Regions from separate parts of the Mus musculus genome. Here region 1 is linked to region 2. A link is a contact called in public Hi-C data. All regions are on one chromosome and are shown on one strand. Each heading gives the region's core, a stretch centred on a gene start, on an enhancer-like site or on the middle of the called end of the contact. The rest is flanking DNA. Distances are from core to core; before and after follow the strand shown. Region 1 has its middle 37 kb from the start of Gm39264. Region 2 holds the start of Cibar2 (CBY1 interacting BAR domain containing 2).

Evidence for each region. A called contact is a pair of places that touch in the nucleus more often than the background predicts.
Region 1: a contact with region 2 is called in a Hi-C map of cerebellar granule neurons, with 2.1 times the contacts expected there. The contact joins the enhancer-like site here to the promoter of Cibar2 in region 2. A contact is called at or near these places in 4 of 39 promoter capture datasets (hippocampal neurons, neural stem cells, pre-B cells and 1 more), 5 of 484 Hi-C or Micro-C datasets (cerebellar granule neurons, hematopoietic stem cells, liver and 2 more), 1 of 115 datasets of contacts at active chromatin or transcription factors (pancreatic cancer cells) and 3 of 9 other capture datasets (adipose tissue, embryonic trunk and pancreatic islet).

Annotation. Positions count from the first base shown.
Region 1 is chr8:120,379,704-120,385,593 of GRCm38.p6, reverse strand. It overlaps a transcript of Gse1 not described here. Among named protein-coding and RNA genes, the nearest start is that of Gm39264, 37 kb to the right of the region's middle. Within about 2 kb of position 3,068, at least 152 of the 459 cell types and tissues checked have an H3K27ac peak or open chromatin away from gene starts, as enhancers often do. A contact at or near this core is called in adipose tissue, cerebellar granule neurons, hematopoietic stem cells and 5 more, where this site is marked.
Region 2 is chr8:120,175,775-120,181,422 of GRCm38.p6, reverse strand. It overlaps Cibar2 (CBY1 interacting BAR domain containing 2), which reads left to right and starts at 3,954. Exons shown (of 9, transcript NM_001033980.2): 1 at 3,954-4,109. The coding sequence starts at 4,090.

The DNA of each region.
Region 1 (5,890 bases), core at 1,819-4,318, 210 kb before region 2:
TCCAGCCTGTATTGTGCATGTTTCATCATTGCTGTAATGAAATGCCCACAGCTGGTTAATCTTATAAAGAAAAGAGGCCTCTGTAGCTTGCAGAAGACTGTTGAGTGTTTGGAAGAGTCCGGAGGTGGCATAGCTGTGTGGGAGAGGGGACAAGTCTCTGGCCCTTTTTCTTACAGTCACTAGGATTTAGTCATAGGCCCTGCCCCAGCTGCTTATCAAATCCCAGTGTGTCACCAAGAGCCCTAGTTCTGAACTCCACTCACCTAAGAGGACAGAACAGGGCTCAATGCCAATACAGAGCCCTTGAGGATACACTCAAACGACACCAAACCAGGTGCTCCCATTTTACAGCTGGACAAACTGAGGTTCCAGACATGTAGCAATGTGCCTGGCAGCACTGAGACTGGCCTGGAAACCCTGAGGATACACTGCAACCTTCAATTCCTCCCCTTTGGAAATCAAAATCAATGGATCTGTTGATAGGGCCTGGACCTCAGGTCCTTGTTAAAAAAAAAAAAAGTTCTGAGGGCTGAGAGGTGGCTTAGCATTTGATGGCTGCTCTTCCAGAGACCTGAGCTGAGTTCCCAGAACCCCCATCCCTCAGCTCAGTCACCTGTAACTCCAGGTCCAGGGGATCTGGTGCCCTCTATTGGCCTCTATGGGTAGTGCACTCACAGGTGCACACTCCCTGCCCCTCAACCAACACACAAACACATATGATTAATAATAAATCTTGGGGCTGGAGAGATGGCTCAGTGGTTAAGATCACCAACTGTCCTTCTAGAGGTTCTGAGTTCAATTACCAGCAACCACATGGTGGCTCACAACCATCTGTAATGGGATCTGATTCCCTCTTCTGGTGTGTCTGAAGAGAGCAATGGTATACTCAGATATATAAAATAAATAAATAAATCTTAAAAATAAATAAATAGCCAGGCGGTGGTGGTGCACGCCTTTAATCCCAGCACTTGGGAGGCAGAAGCAGGTGGATTTCTGAGTATGAGGCCAGCCTGGTCTACAAAGTGAGTTCCAGGACAGCCAGGGCTATACAGAGAAACCCTGTCTCGAAATCAATCAATCAATCAATCAATCAATCAATCAATCAATCTTGATGGGCCATAGTGGCACATCACGTGGGAGGCAGAGGCTAGTCGATCTCTGTGGGTTTGAGGCCAGCCTGGTCTGCAGAGAGAGTTCAGGACACTCGGAGCTACACAGAGAAACCTTGTCTTGGAAAAAAGAAAAGAATAAATCTTAGGAAGAGAAGGAAAATGATTCTAAGAGAGGCTTAAGGGTCATCCCAGGAAAACGCCTCAATGAAAATTAGACATTAGGGCTGCAGAGAAGGCTCAGCCAGTGAAGTGCTTGCTACACAAGAATGTGGCTGGCTGTGTTCTCCGTCAGAACCCACACAGAAGGCGGGTGCTCTGGACCGTGCCTGTAACCCCAGCACTGGAAGAGACCATCAGGAGGATGGTCCTCAGCTCAGTTCCAAACCCGGGGCCCTGTCCCTGGAGAAGGATGAGGGAGGAGGCCCAGGTGTGGAGTGGAGCCGTGGTGCAAGAGGACCAGATGGCTGCTGGCGGCAGGTGGTACCTCCTGCCTTGTCAGGCGCTCTGGGCAGCTCAGGGCTGAGTCAGAAACCCCAGCTCCCTGCATGGAAGGTGACTTTGGAACTTGTGACCTGGATGTGACAGTTCCAGAAGCAGGAAATGGGGGCACTGCCTCTAGGATTAGTGACAAGCCCTGGGCCCCCTGGAGATCATGTGAACCAAGCAGGGACACACCAGGCCCAGCCTCTGATACAGGTCGCCTGACCTACCTCTCCCCTCCTTGAGCCTCTTTGCCCTTTTCCTCCCACCCGTTGAGAGCAAGCCCAGCTGCTTCAGACCCTGCCCCGCCCCAGGAACTCAAAGGCCCTCTGCCCTTTCCTCTCTCCGCAACCACCTCTGCATCTTTGTGTGCCTCTGTCTCTGTCTCTGCTCCTTCTCAGCCTCTGACCTTGCGAGCTCTGTGGGGAGGGCACCCTGGCTCATGTACAGAAGGAGCTGAGATCTTGGCAGCCGGAAGTTATAGCGCCCAGGTGAGGCTCTCCTGATTCCACCCTTGCCCATGGTAGACTCAAGTCCCCAGAAGCAGCACTCTGTCTGAGCAGTGCCTGGATGCCCAGCTTGACTGTGGAGCTGGCAGTGACCTCGGTGTCCTGAATCCAGCATATCACATTCAGGCTCCAGGGATGAGGAAGCCTATGGGCCTGGACCGTCCCCATGGTCCCAGCAGCTGCAAAGGGCTCTGGAAGACACCAGTCGCTGACGGAGAGGGTTAGGTGTTTATCTAGACCAGAGAGTGTTGGCACCACAGTGGCAGGGAGAGAGGGGGTCTAGAGACCCAGCCGGGTGTTGGTTCACTCGGGCTTGCACTCAGCTCTTAAAATGAGGCTCCCCGCTCACTGGCTGGCTCCCCATTCCCTGTGGAGCTGCTTAGAGGAGGCTCTGAGTCTGCTTCTCACCTCCTCCTCACAGGGCACAGTGGGTTCCCAACACAGATGGACCGCAAGCTGGGAGTGAGGACAGGCTGAGGCCAGGAGCGGGCAGCCTGACTTGAGACTCAGCAAAGCTCTATTTGTATCTGACTGGAACATGCTAGAACTGGGAAGCTGGGGTGGGGAGGGGGCATTTTGAAACCGCAGGCATATAGCCAGGGGACAGGGCCGCCAAGTCTTCAGATCGGGTTGGGGGGACTTAGCTGGCCAGGCCTTCCCAAGACATCACTTCTTTCTCCAACGGCTGATCTATTCTGGGCGGGCTCTGGGCTCTGCTCCAGGCCAGGCTGGGAAAGGGGCCGAGGCTGGGGAGGAGGTGGCAGGGGGTGGTGGTGACAGGAGCTGTTCTGGGCAGGCCCCTGGAGAGCGTGGGCAGGGGAGGACAGAGCTGGCAGATGGAAGAACCTTTATTAAGAATGAGTCAAAGACCAGAAGGATTTTCTCAGGAGCCCTGGCGAGAAGGGAGCCCCGGAGTCCTGCCGCAAGGCTGGGCATCGTGCCCAGCCGCCGAGCCAAGGGGGGGGGGAGCTGGGCACTGGCCATGGGGCAGTGTCTCCAGCCAGGACACATGCCAGCCCGGGGCCATCCTGGCTAGGCCTCTAGACTCTAAGGCCCCTTTTCATTGCTGCTTCACCCTTAGAGCCCCCTCAGTCTGCCCACCTGTGCAATAGGAGGATCTTTCTCTGTGAGTGAGCCCAGACTGCAGACCAGTCATGGGGTGGGAGTGGGGCGGAGACCCCAGCTTGCCTTGACTCTCCCCTGTGGCACTCCCTATTGTAACTGATGCCCTACAGCTCTGCAGCCTAGATTCTGTGGGCATGAACGAGTCCTAACTGTCCACTTCCATCTCTCTCAGAGGTTTATAGCTAAGCCTACATCCTAAGCCTGCCTGCTCTGCTCTCTCCTGCTTGTGACCCAGGTGCCCAGCTCTGTCTATGGACAATATCAGGAACGTCCCCCCTGCTGGCTTAATTCCCTGCTGAAGCCACCTCCTTCAGGGCCAGCCTGGCTGTCACAGATGTGTGCTTAGTGCCCGAGGCTGGCTTTTTCAAAGCAGTGGCCATGAGATAGGCATGTCCTGCTGCAGGACGTGCTCTGGGGGACAGTGAACATCCAATCAGGGCTGGTGAATTCCTTCCAGGTCACTGTGGCTTACAAAGAACAAGATGGAGGGGCTGGAGAGAGGGCTCAGCCATTAAGAGGACTGGATGCTTTTCAGAGAGTCAAACCAAGCTTAGTTCTCAGCATCTACACGGTGTCTCACAACCATCTGTGCCTGGGGATCGGTCACGATGTGATACACGTATAAACATTCAAGCAAAACACTCATGTATCAATAAAATATCTGTAAGTTGGTTTTTTTGGTTTTTTTGGTTTTTTTTTTTTTTTTTTTTTGGTTTGTTTTTTTCTCTAGCAGGGCCTAGAACTTTAAGGACAAAGGGAGAGTCTGGAGGGCAGCCACCGCACCTCTGTCCCCCAGGGACTGAGCAGCAAAGCACTGGCTTTGAAGTATTGCTCCTCTGGTCCTTTTTCTGTTCGCACAGTAGCAGCCATCCCCCAGCCTCCGAGATTATTCGTGAATTCTCCCTCTACACCCATCAAATTAGAGCAGTGGCCACCCGGCTAGGCAGCCCCGACAGGTATTAAACTTTAATGAACACTAATGGCCTTGGCCTACTTCACCAGCACAGGGCTACTTACTAACATTTAACTCCTCAGGCCCCTGTGCTCCCTCCTCTCCTGCTGTGCTGCCCCCCCCCCCCATGGATCCTACCCCTTCCCCCCTCAGCCCACAGCTGGGCCTGCCCTTGAAGGTGTGTCTGCAAGCTGCCCGGCCCGTTCGCAGTCCAGCAGAAACCACCCTGCTCCCATCCGTTGTTGTCCAGAGCCACCCCGGGCTCTCAGGTTGACCAGACATGACAGGCGGTTCCCAGAGGGGCGCGCTCTGCTGTATGCAGACATAACCCTCATCCATCCAGAAGCCACCAAATACCATCCAAGCCCCTGCTGCCCTCCGGCAGTCAGAGGGGCTGTGTGCTTGAAGTCAGAGCTAAGCACAGTGCCAGGGTCCCAGACTGGGCCCTCAGATTGGAAGCAGAGGGAAGAGACAAGGATGCTGGACTTGTTCACTGCTCCAGAGCTGGCCACTGCCTTGTAGATACGGACTCCTTCCGTCTGTGAGCAATCACACAGAACCGTGAAATGTTCCAGAAGGTTCTAGATTTTCATCAGTCAGGAAGAGATGGCTCTTTGTGAAAATGAGGGCAACAGGCAAGCCCTTCAGGTGCCCCTGGGGCACTTGTAGATGGGGATATATAAGGGAGGGGCATTTGAACAGTGCTTACTGTGTGCTAAGGTGCTGTATAGATGGAGCTGCAATGCCATCAGATGTAACTGTAAGCAGGGTTCCAAGGGGGCAGGCAACCTATCTCACAGACAGGTCCCCAACCTCTCCTCTGTTCCTCCCAGTTAGAATGTAAGACACGGGGCACAGGCTGTAGCAGCCACTATTCTCTGAACTCCAGACAGCAGCGATGGAGACAGAGACGTCACTCTGCTCCAAGTGGGGCGAGCTGAGGGAGCCCTGGCCGTGTAGCTCAGACGCCAGCTTGTAGAGTTGCCACAGTCCCTAGGAACCACTCAAGCTGCCCACCTGGTTCCAGTTGCTTCCACAATACCCTGGCTGAGGTATCGACCCAGAGCCTCCACTTTCCCATTTCTACCACGGCAGGTAAGGTACTGCATAGGACTGCTGCTAAAACACAGGACACCCTGTGAACCCCTAAAATCTCAGATAACTTAGCACCACATAAGCCAGTGTGGCAGTGCACACCTGTGATGCTAGCACTCGGGGCGGAGGCAGGAGGATCTGCAGCTCACTGCCATGCACAGCTTTGTCGTGAGTATGAAGTTAGCCTGGGCTACGTGGGACCCTGTTTCAAGTCATCAAATAAATGACATCAGACAACAACACTTCAATATTAGAAGTGTGTGTGTGTGTGTGTATGTGCACACACGCATACACATGCCATAGTATACATACAGAGATCAGCGAACAATTTTGGGGAGTCAGTTCTTGCCTTCTGCCTTGTTAAAGCAGATCTCTCATTTCTGGCCCTGTGCAGTGTTCTCGGGGCTAGCCAGCTTCTGAGTGATTCTGTCTCTGCCCATCTTGGTGTAGAAACGAAGGGATTGTAGGAGGGTCAGCAGGTCCAGCTCTTGACATGCGTTACGGGGGTGGGGGTGGGATCTGGGTCACTGGGGGGCTTGTGTTGCTTGCTACTGTTGCACCCCACTGAGTACCCCACTGAGCACCCCACCGAGCTGCCTCCCAGGCTCCAGACCATG
Region 2 (5,648 bases), core at 2,705-5,204:
CTTTCCCCTGCTCAGTTCTGGGACTCACAGAAGGGTGCTGATTTTGTGTGGTACCAAGTGGGGCCCCTGTTTGTTTCGCCACTGGACAATGACAGAACCCCAGGCTTCTGTGTGTCCCATGAGAGCGAGTTCTACTTCTGAGCCACGGGTCATATTTACACATTGCACACAGCCTGTCGTTGTATATTTAAAGGTGAGAAGATCAGAGGTTCCAGGTCATCCTTAGCTACATAGTGAGGTCGAGATCAGCCTGGCAAACCTGAGAAAGCCCCACAGTCACCACCCCCTGCCAGCAGGGGAGAGCCACGGGGCCAACCTGGACCAAGCAAGAGCCTGGCGTGCTTCCATGCAGCACTTGGAAACTGAGGCAAGAGGATCTCAGGCTCCAGGGTCAGCCTGGGCTACAGAGGAAGACCCTGTCTAACACATACCAGCACCAGGGAAGACACTGTGAGCTCACACAGTAGGGCCTCCTGTGTGGGAAGTTCTGTATATCCCACCTCTTTCCTGCCCTGCCCCTGGCTGTGGAGGAATGCCCCGACACTGGGCAGTGTATACAGTCGTGGCTCTGGCCCTCTGACCTCATTCTGAGAAATTGGTCTCAGCATATGATCAGGGAGTTGCCATGGAGACCTTCCCCCTTTATGGCGCCTCTGGAGAAAGATTGAAGCCAGTGTAACTGTTTGGAGCATCTTGCCTGCTGGCCTCTCCTCCTGCTTTCCCAGACAGAATGTTCTCGGAGGGAACACAGTGCCACGTGTCTGTTGTTCTTTCACAGACATGGCCCAAGTGCCTGGTGATTGATGGCTGTGCACACAGTAGGCACTTAGTTTATATTCCTCCAGTGACAGATCACATCCGAGCATATGGTCTGGGATGGACCAGTATTCAGCCGTCATTCACAAGGATCCAGATGGCAAGTGTGTACATCACACAGCCTGGTGTCTCTCTGTCTCTCTGTCTCTCTGCCTCTCTCTCATATATATATATATTTTTTATATATATATAAAAAATGTATACAGCATCCTGCCTGTCTCTATGCCAGAAGAGGGCACCAGATCTCATTACAGATGGTTGTGAGCCACCATGTGGTTGCTGAGAATTGAACTCAGGAACTCTGGAAGAGCAGACAGTGCTCTTAACCACTGAGCCATCTCTCCAGTCCAGCCTGGTTTCTCTTGACCTGTCTATTTAAATCCTTCTTAATAGGAGGTGAGTGTGACAGCAAGATCACCTGACAGAGGGCAAGAGGTCATGTAGCAGGCACAATATGCAGGCTTTAGGAATCTGTGGATCAGTAAAAAGATGGTGGTAGGGGAGGTGACCTCTTATAACCCGTATCTCCAGGGCCAGCTCCCAGACCATTGCTCCTACTCCAGAGCCTCACAGAGCTTCCCAGAGAGGGACAGTGACTGCCCAGGTCACACAGCACACCCAAGGCCAAAGCCTAACTGAGAGGCACTTGAGCCCTCAGGTTCTGCTCAGAGTCGTCCTGGGTTTTCTGCTTGTGGACCACGGCTGGGAGTTGGCATTGGGTTTTCAACTTGAGTTTTCCCCCTCTTTTTTCCTAGTTGTTTAAGAACGTAGCTGCCAGAGACTGCCTCACAGATACCACAGGGACCCAGGAGCAAGAGGGGGACACCTGGACTGCCATGTGACATGCCCCCGGGACTGGAGGGAAAACTTCCTACAGATATGACAGGATCCCATGTAACACACATGACTGTGAGCATGGCGAATGCCAGATGGTAGCTGGGCTCCTTTCTTGGGTGGGGAGTGACCAGGATGTGTGTCCTTGCCTTCCTGAGATATAAGCTGGGCCTCATGCTATGTGTACCTGACCCACATGGCTCAGCAAGATGTGCATCTATTGTGAGAAGGGAGAGAGAGTGACAGACAGACAGACAGACAGACAGACAGACAGACAGACAGTGACAGAGAGAGAGACAGAGGGAGACAGAGAGAGGCAGAGACAGACACAGATAAAGACAGAGAAACAAGGAGAAACACGGAGACACAGAGAAAGACAGGAAAGGGACTACAGAGAACCAGACAAGGACAGAGAATATGCGCCCTCCAGTGGCCACCCTGGACAATGCGGGTTGGTGACTCTCCAGTCGGCCAACCTCCACTCTGACCCCCATGTCTTAGTTCTGCATAGCCCGAGACAGTTTTCATTTTTTCAAATTCATAAGGTTTCCAAGGATTCCAAGAGAGCCAATGACGAGACCTCGCACAGTCTGTCCTCCACACCTATGCCATACCTGTGTCTCCAGTCTCCTGTGTCCCCTCTGCAATCCCGCCACCCTAAGCAGGAGGACTGGAGTGTGGTCTCTGTCGCCCTCTGGTGGTCACAGGCTATAGTACAGGGCAGACAGGGACGAAGCTGATTAACTGGAATAGCTGGGGTCTGGAGGAAACCGATTCCTTAAGATAGAGAAGACCCCAGACAGACTGAGGCAGGGATGTAGTCGTCCACCACTGGCTATCAGAGGTGGGATTCAGTCACCTCTGCATTCCAGAAGCTGGCCATATTCTTGGGGCATTGGCATCCCTCACCCACAGACAGAAAAGCCACAGTCCGTCAATGGGTACAGGAGGCGGATTCTCTGCAGATTGGAACAGCAGCCTCTGAATGAGCCCCATCTCCCATGCCGGAGTGACTCATCTGCTCAGCCTGTCTGCTGAGACCCCGTTTCCAGTAAGGCGATGCTCTGAGACCCAGGGTGGACATGTACTTTGGGGAGACACTTTTCAATTCAGCTAACACCTCAGAAGGGAGGGATTACGGACCAGGAGACACAGAGCATCATTCAGAGAGAAAAATCACAGGACTGGCACAGCCCCGGTAGGAGTTCAGGGCCATGGCTGCCCCTAAACAGAGGGCACAGTACCGTAAAGGACACACAGAGATTTGTGTTGTCTGGGGAAACCTGTCCCTGCCCCCCAAAAGGGGAGCATAACACATGTGCCACAGAGACCCAGCACTCAGGTGTGCTCTGAGGGCTCGCTGGACAGGGGACCCGGCTCCCAGTGCCCAGCCCACCTATCTCCTCATCCCTGCCGCAGGGGCTCCAGTTCCTATTGGGCGATTGTCTAGGAGACTAGAGAGACCAGGGCTTTGCTTTCAGGCCACACAGCAGAGCTGAGGCGTGGGGTTTGAATCTGAAGCAGCTGACCGTAATGTTTCTGCCTTACTAAGTGTTTAAAACAAATCCCAGCATGATGGAGCTGGGACGCACACAAAAAAACGACCCAGTGTGACAGGCGTCCCGTGGAACTATCAATATCTTGCCTTGGGTTCTCTGCCTCCACCACCAGGCCTGCTTTGCACCTTAAGTGAAAAGGGGAGTGGGGCGGGGCGAGTGGGGCGGGGCGGGGCGGGCGGGGCGGGGCGGGGGCTGTGACCCGCAGACCTCTCAACGTGTTAGTGCTCTGACGCTGGAGTCACCTTCCCCAAGTCTAACAGTGGGAGTCGCATACTCTGGGAAGCCCAGGACTGCCTGATTCGCTAGGCACTCCTCTGAGCTGCTGCCTGTCCCCCCGCACCCCCCCCCCCCGCACTCCTTTGGTTCACCTTCTCCGCTTCCCTTTACCGTCTACTCCCCCCACCCTCAGTGACACTGGCTCCCACGCCCCGCCCACCGGGCCTTCTGCCTTGAGGGTGGAGGAGACTCTACACAGCAGGGTCCAGGGTGAAGTCCCAGGCAAGCTCCCTTCGGGGATCTCCCTGTCCGTTCCTGGTGGTTACAAGCACTTTGAACCCCCAAGAACACCATATTCAAAGGCATGTGGAGGTTCTGTGTCCCACTTCCAATTCATTTCAGAGAGTGGTTAAGCCCCAAGGCAAAGCTGGCCCTCCTCACCCCGCAGGGGAGGCCCTGGTTGCCCAGCAACCAGCTGGGCTCCTCCCAGGGCTTGCCTGGGGATGGCCCGTTGCCTGGCAACCAGGCAGCAGAGTCCCTTGAGCTTAGCCAGACCACACAGCTGGGCCCAGTACTAGCTGCCTTCTCTCTGACTAGGGGACCCCTGGGGCCCTGTCCTTATCCTCCCCAAGATCCTGGCAGCAGGTGCCTCTCTCTGTCCACAATGAACGTCGTCCTCTCCAGGTGAGCAGCCTGCGCTGCTGGGAGGGGTATGCAGGTGGGATCCTCACGTTCTGCCACATCGGGGAGGAGGGCAGGTGAGCCCCCTGCCATCCCTTCTCAAAGTGGAGGGAGGGCTTGAAGCATAGAGGTTACCAGAATGCGATCTGTCGGCCTCACCTGTGCTGCGTGAAGAGCAAGTGTAGCCACTCTCTGGTCTGTTCCCTGCTTTTGCTTGCCCCCTAGGAACCCCTCCAAAAACCCAGGCCCCAGACCTTGACACTGCTCCCTCTAATGGCCCCAGACTCCCTGTCACCTGCCCTCCCTGATTGCCTTTGAGTCTCCCTAGGACTCAGACTTCCAGTGTCCTGGATGCACCCAGAATGCTCTTTAAAAGCTGGCTTCCAGCCTTACCCACGGGGCCTGCTTGCCTGTCTAACTGTGTATGAGTGACAGCCATCCTGGAGTCTGGCCTGCTGTATGCCCTTGGGCGGGATGCTTTGCATCTCTGGGCTTTTGTTTACTTGATTAAAAAAAAAATGTCAATAGCAACCTCTTCTAGGGAAGTGTGAGCGGAGCATTTGCAAACTACAAAGTTGAAGCTCATTAGCAGGCGTGAGACAGTGCTCCTTATGGGGTCTGCCAAGTGGCCACCACTAGAGGCCACAAGAGGGGCTTGGGTTCTAGAGAAGGGAGGGCAGCAAGGGACAGGAAAGACCTGGGGCTGAGGGGAGGGGACTGTGACAGGACGCCTCAGGAGCCTCCTGTACCCTTATGAAGACTGAGCACACAGGTTGTCACTAACGCTGGCTGTGGGCAGGATGCGGGGTGTGGGAGGCGGCATGAGCCCTGGAGGTGTGTCAGAGAAGGCAAGCGTGTGGCATGCGGTGGTCAGTGGTCTGCAAAGAGCTCTGTGGAGGAGCCCAGGGCTGGTGGGAGGGAGAAGGGACCAGGCAGAGGAGTAAGGGTGATAGAGAGCCCAAGTACTCCGCAGGGAGCTTGATGGGGTCGGATGGCATCGTGTAGCATCCAGTGACAGCCATCACAGCTGTCCACAACTCCCTATCAGAGCATCCTTGGTACCAAATGGACTGCAAGATGCAAGACACTGGGAAGGGAGTATAAATTAAGTATAAATTTAATTATGAGTATAAATTAATTATGTATGTGTGTGTCTCTAACACTGTGCACACTGTGCAGAGGACAGAGGAAGACACTGGGTGTCCCCTCGATTGCTCTTGCTTATTTATTGAGACAGGATCTCTCACTGAATCAGGAGCTGGGCTGGCAGATAAAAACTCAGGCATCCTTCTGTCTCAGAGCCCCACAATGCTGGAGTTACAGGTGTATGTGGGGGCCACTCCTGACCTTTTGTCTTGTTTAAGATTGTGTGTGTGTGTGTGTGTGTGTGTGTGTGTGTGTGTGTGTGTGTATTTTGCATTGTTTTGTTTTTTGAGGCAGGGTTTCTTTATGTAGTCCTTAGCTGTCCTAGAACTCTCTGTGTAGACCAGGCTGGTCTCAAAATCCCAGAGATCAGCCTGTCTCTGCCTCACCAGTGCTGGG